3 separate regions of the Mus musculus genome follow, and all the other regions are linked to region 3. Evidence: chromatin contacts called from public Micro-C and promoter capture Hi-C data. All regions are on one chromosome and are shown on one strand. Each heading gives the region's core, a stretch centred on a gene start, on an enhancer-like site or on the middle of the called end of the contact. The rest is flanking DNA. Distances are from core to core; before and after follow the strand shown. Region 1 holds the start of 1700120C14Rik (RIKEN cDNA 1700120C14 gene). Region 2 has its middle 6.9 kb from the start of Snora34. Region 3 holds the start of B130046B21Rik (a long non-coding RNA gene).

Region 1 (2,700 bases), core at 157-2,656, 450 kb after region 3:
GACACTCGTGCAAGGCAAGGGGTAGAGTCAGAGGCTGCCTGGCGCCCGAGAGCTTGGGGAGATGGCCGGGCCTCACACTACCTTTGTCCATCCTCTCACAGTCCCAAAGCCTCCGGCTCCAAACCACAGGGCTAGGAGGAAGGGTCCCACAGGCTCATCCAAGGGTTCTGACCAAGCGAGCTTGGATGCTGAGAAGAGAGTCTGGGAAGGAGAGGTAAGGCTCCCTCAGGCTCGGGTTTCCAACAGGCCAAACCTACTGACTGACCAATCCCTTATCCTCGTGCACTCGTGCACCCTGTCTGAGGTAGTGGGAAGAGGCAAAAGAGCTCTACTCTCAATTGCACCTAACCATTAGTAGCTATTACCTGGTCTGATGGCTCTGACAGTTAATCCCAGCATGTGGAGGCGGAGGTAGAGGTAGAGGTAGAGGTAGAGGTAGAGGTAGAGGTAGAGGTAGAGGTAGAGGTAGAGGCAGGTGGATCTCTGTTGACTTTAAGGCCAGCCTCGTCTACAGAGCAAGCCAGGGCTATCTATATAATGGTGAGCCTCTGCTCCAAACAATAAAAACAAAAAATATAAGTAGCTATGTGGGAGTCACTGAGGCCTTTGTGTGAATGATAAAAAGATGTGGGAAAAAACGTATTAGGCTCAGAGATCTCTCTTAATTTTACCAGTGAATCCTAAATTAAGCATTTGGAACGTTAACCAGAAAGGGTCAAGGGATTCCTGACTCATTTGTTTTCCTTTGCCTGTCTACTCAAATCAGCAGCACCAGCCTGCCCCCAGGCCACAGCCTGGGAAGGTAGATGGAATCCCACTATCTCGCTACCCTTTTGCTTTCCCTTCCATTTGCAGCTTTTACTAAAGCGGGTGGTTCCTTCGGACGATTCAAACGTGGTTTGGGAACTGTATGAATACCCAGCGCTTTGGCAGCCCCGCCCCTCCTGACTCCGGCGTCTCGTAGAGCAAAGTTCTGGCTCTGCCTTTAAGGACGCTCCACGACCAGCTCCGTGGGTACCACAGAAGGGGGGTGCAGGTGTCCAGTCCCACGAGCAACTAAGGCAAAGTGCTTGCCCTCCTTCCCTTCCCTCCTCCCGACAGGGCACCCCCAAGGTGAGGGATCAGTGCAGGTCTGTTTCAGGGACTCTGGGGAGCAGTGGTAATTTAGTCAACTCTTCGGCTCCATACTACTGCATCGATCTCGCCATCTGGCTCTGAGGCCCACAGGCCGGTGGTAGCGAACCAGGACCAACTCCCAGACAATTCTCATCCCACCTCAAGCATGCCACCTGTGCGCATGCGTAACACCGCAGGCCAGAGCCTGGCCTGATCGGACTTACGCATGCGCAGATTTTTCGGGGCGATACCGGGGCGGGGCCCCAAATCTTGTTGTGGGGTTGTGCCCCGAGGCACGTTGGGAAACTCCACTTCACCCTCCAGGTCTACTCAGAACACTAGGAGACGAGTCGCGGGGTCTCACCATTCCTAGGCTGCCAGCTCCAACAATTTCTCCGCGGCGACGGCAGGAGCCGCAGGGCCAAAGCCGGCTTCCGTGAGACACATCTACTTCCGGGTTGCGAACGAAGGGTTGGACGATCTCTTCCGGTTCGTCCTGGACCCGTAAGTGGAAGGGGCGTGGCCGTGCGCCTTAGTGGAAACCATTTTGCGGGGAGCCGGAAATACAGCTTTCCCGGTTGGCAGAAGCGCTTAGGGAGGCACCAGGCAGTGTTAATTATAGGAACCGCGGAGGTTTCCGTGTTGGAAAACGCAGCGGGAGGGCGGGGCTTGTGCTGAGACCCCGCCCAGGCGACGCTGGGAGGGGCGGGGCCGCCGTGCATTCGTAATTAGCACTAACCTTGGTAGGTCTCTCTGGACCAAATCTTGTATTGTTTTATCTGCCAGTGTTTTCAGATAAGGGATTCGGTCAGGCTCTTTGCTAAGCACAGGACTGGAGGAACATGTTGGAGAGTTTGCTCTAACTGTGGCGTACAGTACGATCCCGAAAATTCCTGTCTAAGGGGGAGATGCAGGATGGTGGCCGCGTTCCTAAGGAAACACTCCTTAGAAGGAGCGGCGCCAGTTGCTTACGCCAGAAGAACTCCATCTAGACTGCTGGGGTCAGTCGTGGGTAGCCAGCAAACCAACCGAATCCTTTTCAGAGGACAGTGTTCCCTGAGGAAACTGTTTTGAAAGAAAGAACTAGTTCCCAGAGAACAGGAGACGTCCAGACTTTGGGGCCGTGAGAGATGCCCGGGAAAGCTAGGGAGACTGGGCTCTAATAGCTCTTTCATGCCTTCTTTGAGGGGCACAAAAGTGGAGCAGCTCTGGCTGGAGGAGCTTCCGGGAAGAGCGTTTGCCCAGCGTGCCTGACATCCTGAACTTAAGTGTCAAATGGACGACCCTGACAAGTTGCAAGTCTTCTCTTCATAATATACTGTTACTTATTTAACGAGCATGTATTTGCTTTATCGCTCCCAAAACAAAGTTTTCTGGTATACAGTGTGCTTGTTAGAGGTTTGTCAACTTGAAACTAGCTAGAATCTTCGCGCTCAGTTGAGAAAATGCCTCCTTCAGACTGGTTGGTAGGCAAGTCTGGGGTGTGTTTTCTTGTTTGGATAGATGTGGGAGGTCTAAGCAGTGCCTGCCTTGAGGTTCTTGCCCCAACTTTCCTCGGTAATAGACAGTGACTTGAAAGTTATG
Region 2 (2,700 bases), core at 72-2,571, 290 kb before region 3:
TGTGCTCTGCCTCTGAGCTACAGGCACAGGCAGTCCTTGAGTTATGAACACGCTTCCAACATCCTTACTTTGTGATTGTTTACCACAAATGGAAATTTAAGTGAGGCTTCCTGGCCTTAGAGGAGGTGAAAGATTTTTCTGTTTGTTTAGGTTTTTTTTTTTTTTTTTGCTTTTGCTTTTGAAACGGTTTCTCTGTGTAGCCCTGGCTGTCCTGGAACTTGCTCTGTAGAATAGATTTGCCTCGAACTCAGAGACCTGCCTACCTCTGCCTCCTGATGACAGGACTAAACGTGCCGTGATAAAAGGAATTTAGTCCACTCATAGAACAATCTGACTATTAACTGACAGGATTAGATTCTCTTTTTTAAGACCTATTTATTTATTTATTATGTATACAATGTTCCGCCTACATGTATGCTTGCAAGCCAGAAGAGAGCAAAAGATCACATTACAGATAGTTGTGAGCCACCCTGTGGTTGCTGGGAAACTGGGCACCTCTGGAAAAGCAGCCAGTGCTCTTAACCACTGAGCCATCTCTCCAGCTCCAGAATTAGATTCTTATTCAAAATTTAATCTAATTACTCTCTTCTCCCTATATAAATCCACCAGTGTCGAGTTTACGCACATATTACTATAGATGCTAATTCTGAATCTATAAAATAAAAATATTATGGTTGGTTTTAATGTCAACTTGTCGCAGATTAGAATCACCGAATACGGAGCCTCGCCTGAAGACATGTTCTGAAGAAGTTGATCTGACTGGTGTGGGAAGGCCCTCCCCTGATTGTGGGTGGGCCTGGTAGCAGCTCCGATAAAAAGGTTGTTTTGGTAGGACGTTATCTCCCCTTTGTTCCTTCTGGCCTTCCCTCTCGCCATGAGTTTGTTTGCCTGGGATACGGATGATTCTCTCTGATGTCAGAATCAGTATTTATAAGTTGTCATCAAGACTAGGTACCAACAGCTCCCCAGGAACCTTCTGGACCTCTGTGTGCCAGACCAGTACTAAGCCACCCTGCCTTGGGGATGGAGCAAATATCAGCTGTTGAACTGCCCCACCCACCCACCCACCCCCACCCACCCACCCACCCCCACCACCCTCGAGAGACCATTCCTGAGGGACTAATGGGAGGCATTCAGCCATAAGGACCAAGTACTCAGGTAAGTCTCCGCTCTCTGCAATTCTGCTGTTGTTACTGTTTAAAGCCGGGAGGGCAATGTGCAAAAAGGATGACGCACAAGTGACTTAGTCACGTTTGTGAAATGTGAATAGTTCAGGAGAGACACGGCTAGAGACAGATGGTGTGGTCACTGTCACGCACAGCAAAAGTCACCCTCCGCATTCCGTCGGCAGGCTTGGCAAGAAGTACAGGGCACGGGGCCCAGCTGCTCTGTTCAGGTTCCTGGAATTCTCTCAGTGTTAAAAAAAAAAATGTAGATGGAAATTTTGAAGACATAGCCATAACAGAAAGTCCGTTGTGAAAGAGGAATGGAAACCTAGATTTCTCACCAAGAGGAAACAGAGCTGCAGTTCGTGCCAGGGCTCGAGAGGCCAAGGCAAGAAGACAAATGTAGGCTTAGGGGTCACCCGGGGCCACATGACAAGCCCCAGACCAGCAGGGTTACACAGCAAGATCGGGTCTCAAAAACAGCGACAGCTGCAGACCTCTGCATTCCTAACGCTGTGACCCTTTAATACACTTCCTTAGGCGTCCTTCTGTGTAGTGAGTCCTAAACATAAAATTATTTTGTTGCTACTTCATAACTAGTTTTGCTACTGTTATGAATCTGATGTAATGTAACATCTGATAATAACAATGTAAATATCCGGTATGCAGGCTGTCTGATATCTGATATTTAGCCCCTGTGAAAGGATTGCTTGGCCCACCCCCAAGGCTGATAACCACTGGGCTACAGGATCCTCGACACACCCAAAGGGATTTATAATCATTAATTTTGTTATTTTTATTATTTTTTAAAATTATATGAGTATAGGTATTTCACCTTCAGACATGTCTGTGCACCATGTGCATGCCTGATGATCTCAGAGGTCAGAGGAGGGCACTGGACCCCATAGTGTTGTGCCAGGGAAGTGTTAGTGATCCCCCCAAAAAAACCAGACAGGAGCCAATCTGATGTAACTCACAGCAGGGTCTTTATTCGAGCTAGCTCAGGCCTCCCCAATGCACCACCATCACTCAGGATGGTTTTGGTAGTGGGGGAGCCCCGAATGTCTATGAAGCAAGACTTTAGAGTAAGCAGCAAGCAGGGAGTGTGTGTGCAAGCATCTCATTGGCAAGCTCCTGTGGCCTTTAGCATAATTGGCTGGTGCTGGGAGTCACATCATAAACTTAGATTCTGCTCCCCTCTGCATTGGTGGTCGTTAGGCAGGGGGTGGGCTTGTAACCTGGGGGTGCAGGTTTGTTGGGGGAATAACCTGGAAATGCTGGTCTTGTTGGGGATTACCCTAGAGACTAGAGCTAGGCTCGGGTTTTGTTGGGGGGCAACTTGGAAACTCATGCTAGGTACCAGCCTGTCAGTTTACCTGAGTTCAAACTCAGGTCAGGGTCTCTAAAATGGAGTCTGAACTTACAAGATTTGGCCTCTCACTAGAACTGAAGTTACAGACAGTTGTAGGTCACGTGGGTCCTCCGGAAAAAAGTAAAGTGCTTCTAACCACGAAGCCATCTCCCCAGCTCTGCT
Region 3 (2,700 bases), core at 88-2,587:
GTCAGGGACCCTGCCCTGCCCATCGCAGGCACCATCCCTGCCCCTTCTCTTTCTCTGTCGGAACAGTTCCACACCGAATGTAGCAGGTGTGGATGGCCCACCCACACTTTCCCTGAAACTAACCCTTGAGTTGGCAGACGCTACCTTCCCTGGTTCCTCCTCTCTCCTCTGTTTCAAGTGTGGGAACAGGTATAGGTGGGAAAGAAGAAAAGGAAGCAAACGAAGCCTGGAGAGAGAGAAGGAGCAGGTGAGCCCAGGGTGGATGGGCTGAGCGACACGAGAACAAAGAGGGGCATCGCTCACTCCCTCTCTCTATTTCCCTGTGGCGTTTTCCTGGTGTCCTCTCGGATGAAGCCTTCCTCGGTTTGACTGATGACATCCACAATCTCCCGGATACTGTCGCTCAGCCCTGCTGTCTTCCCGCCTTCCCTGGGCCGGGTGTTCCCAAGCGCAGGCAGGGTCCTCTCATTCCGCCAGGAGGCGCCTGGGGCGTCTGTGTCGCTTCCATCAGAGGAGCCGCTATGGACGCTGAGATCCTCCGCTTCGTCTGAGTCCGAATCTGGGGCGGTGTGGCGGCGGATGCGGGACACGGCTTCTCGCAACGCCCCGGCGTAGGGCCCTGGAGTCCGCGCCCAGCCCCCGCCCGCGCGCCGCGGGACACCAGCCGCTTCTGAGCCCTTCAAGCTGCCGGCGCATACCGGAGCCGCTGGGCCTAAGGTCGGGTGCTCTTGGCTACCTGGCTGCGTGGGGGCGTCTCGCGGGTTCACTTCTCCGACAGGGAACCCCAAACCGCTGGAGGAGCGCTCCTCCAATGAAGAATCCCCCTGCTGTCCGACCTCGGCCTCGCACTCGCGACCCTCGCTCGGTTGGTTTAAGACTCGACTGCTCAACAGTCGCTTTTGGCAAACTGAAGGGTTGGCAGCGGCCCCCTCGCCCTCCTCCTCGTGACAGGGCTTGGGTTGACTAAGGCTGTCGCTCACACTGCACGACTCCCCAGAGGGCACGAGCTGACCCTGCTGGGTTCGAGGGGTCGGAACGTACTGGGACTTTATCACCACGCATGTGGCGTCAATGACAAAGATGCCTTCTCTACCAGCGGGACCTCGGGAAATGCGGGGCAGGGTGTGGGCACGGCGGGTCACCTTCCAAACTTCCAGGGTCTCATGTTCTGCCCCCTCTCTTTGACCCAGGGACTCTTTCCACCCGGTGCCTCCAGGAGCCCAGGGTCTAGGGAGCGTCTGGCTGTGCCTAACTGGAGGCTTTTTAGGGGAGGCAAGCCAACACGTGGGAAGCCATATCTGCTCACTTCCTTCTTTCCCTTTCCTTGACCCCCTGAGGTGCTGCCTGGACCTGGGAACAGGACGAGGTGGGCTGCTGATCGCGGACCTAGAGAGAGCTGCGTCCGTGCCTGGACCGCCAGTCGTTTTGCCTTGGGAATGACTATCGCCAGCACTGTTCAGGCCAGCAGCAACTAGGCCTGAGCTTTTCTCTATAGCCCCTTTGCAAGACTCTGGCCTAGCTCTGGCTGCTGTACAGCCTGGAGCACCTCCTAAGAGTCCCCGTCCCTGTCTGAGACCCCAAGCTCCTAGAACATCCCGGTAGATTCGAGGATCCAGCCTCTTCTTCGTGCGCCCTCCCTCTGTCCTGGTGGTGGCTGGAACTGGGGCTGATGAGGTGGGCGCCCGGGAGAGCTCCGGGCCTCGCTTAGTCCCCAGGGTCCTGTGGGGACCTTCATAAGAAGGTGGAGCCACATAGGGTGGCGGCCGGTCCCAGCGGCGCCTTGGGGCTGTGCCTGCAGAGCCTCTCAACAGCAGGTGAGCCTCGTAGCTAGGGGGCCCTGGCCTTCTGCCTCCCCATGGCCCCGCCCATGCAACCCCTGGGTCACCCTGCGGGAGCACGGATGGTCGGGGCGCTCGCCCCACCTGCCCGAAGCGCTCTGGTCTGGAGAAAACTGGAAACCCTGTAGGTTGGGCTGCCCGAAGGGCGTTCCGGGGCTCTGGGCGGGGCTGACCTAGGGGACTCCGTCGGGCCCCGCCAGCCTTGCGCCTTTTTCTCTCGGTCTCCTTGGCCTCCCGCTCCTGCGACGCCGCCTTTCTTTTCTCTTGTTCCCGGGCTCGGACCTCGGCGGGGGGGCCCGCCCGCCAGTTGGTTGCCTCCTGCAGCACCCTGGAGGCCCAGGGTCGGCGGGGTGGCGGCTCAGGGGATCCCGGGCGCAGCCTACACCTGGGACAATGAGCAGGAACCCAGGTGAGCAGTTTGCGGGGACAGAGAGCCGAGGTCCGGGGAGCTGGGAGCACTGGAGACCACTTGGGGCAGCCATGTGGGAGGGTTCGTGTGAGTGTCTGAGCGAGTGCACGTGCGTATATGTTAGGGCTAAAGTCGAAATGAGACTCCTCGCCATCTCTCCATGCACACTTTAACAGCGACTGCCCCCATCTCACCGCCTGCCACTAGTACTCCTGTCCCCCTAAACAGCGCTCAATGATTCAGGCCCCAGTCCTCGACGAGTGGGGGGAGGGAGGCGCGGGAAAGAGAAGGGAACAGCAGCAATTGCTGGTGCCAGCGGGGAGGTCTGGACCCCACTTCCCGCCCCACCACTTGCTGCCCCTCACCCCTCCTTCACTCACGTGCGGCTCTGGGGCCCACGGGCCCAGTAGCTGGCCTGGATGTCCATGGACTGTCGAGAAGGAGCGCGACGAC

Evidence for each region. Promoter capture Hi-C pulls out the DNA fragments that hold promoters and counts their contacts. A called contact is a pair of places that touch in the nucleus more often than the background predicts.
Region 1: a contact with region 3 is called in a promoter capture Hi-C map of hippocampal neurons, with 2.2 times the contacts expected there. The contact joins the promoter of 1700120C14Rik here to the promoter of B130046B21Rik in region 3. A contact is called at or near these places in 1 of 39 promoter capture datasets (hippocampal neurons), 2 of 115 datasets of contacts at active chromatin or transcription factors (both in embryonic stem cells) and 1 of 9 other capture datasets (adipose tissue).
Region 2: a Micro-C map of the G1E-ER4 cell line shows a contact between it and region 3, with 4 times the contacts expected there. The contact joins the enhancer-like site here to the promoter of B130046B21Rik in region 3. A contact is called at or near these places in 11 of 39 promoter capture datasets (the 3T3-L1 cell line, 3T3-L1-derived adipocytes, the HPC-7 cell line and 7 more), 2 of 15 datasets of contacts at CTCF or cohesin (the NIH/3T3 cell line and embryonic stem cells), 42 of 484 Hi-C or Micro-C datasets (B cells, the Ba/F3 cell line, the C2C12 cell line and 22 more), 6 of 115 datasets of contacts at active chromatin or transcription factors (T-cell acute lymphoblastic leukemia, embryonic stem cells, stem cell-derived neural progenitor cells and 1 more) and 2 of 9 other capture datasets (adipose tissue and embryonic stem cells).

The regions. Positions count from the first base shown.
Region 1 is chr15:99,250,382-99,253,081 of GRCm38.p6, forward strand. It overlaps 1700120C14Rik (RIKEN cDNA 1700120C14 gene), which reads left to right and starts at 1,407. Exons shown (of 3, transcript NR_045627.2): 1 at 1,407-1,620. It overlaps Mcrs1 (microspherule protein 1), which reads right to left and starts at 1,580. Exons shown (of 15, transcript NM_016766.3): 1 at 1,481-1,580; 2 at 82-201. The coding sequence starts at 91.
Region 2 is chr15:98,511,605-98,514,304 of GRCm38.p6, forward strand. No RefSeq gene overlaps it. Among named protein-coding and RNA genes, the nearest start is that of Snora34, 6.9 kb to the right of the region's middle. Within about 2 kb of position 1,322, at least 182 of the 459 cell types and tissues checked have an H3K27ac peak or open chromatin away from gene starts, as enhancers often do. A contact at or near this core is called in 3T3-L1-derived adipocytes, B cells, the C2C12 cell line and 13 more, where this site is marked.
Region 3 is chr15:98,804,978-98,807,677 of GRCm38.p6, forward strand. It overlaps B130046B21Rik (a long non-coding RNA gene), which reads left to right and starts at 1,338. Exons shown (of 3, transcript XR_003951472.1): 1 at 1,338-2,247. It overlaps Ddn (dendrin), which reads right to left. Exons shown (of 2, transcript NM_001013741.1): 1 at 2,628-2,700; 2 at 1-2,223. The coding sequence ends at 300.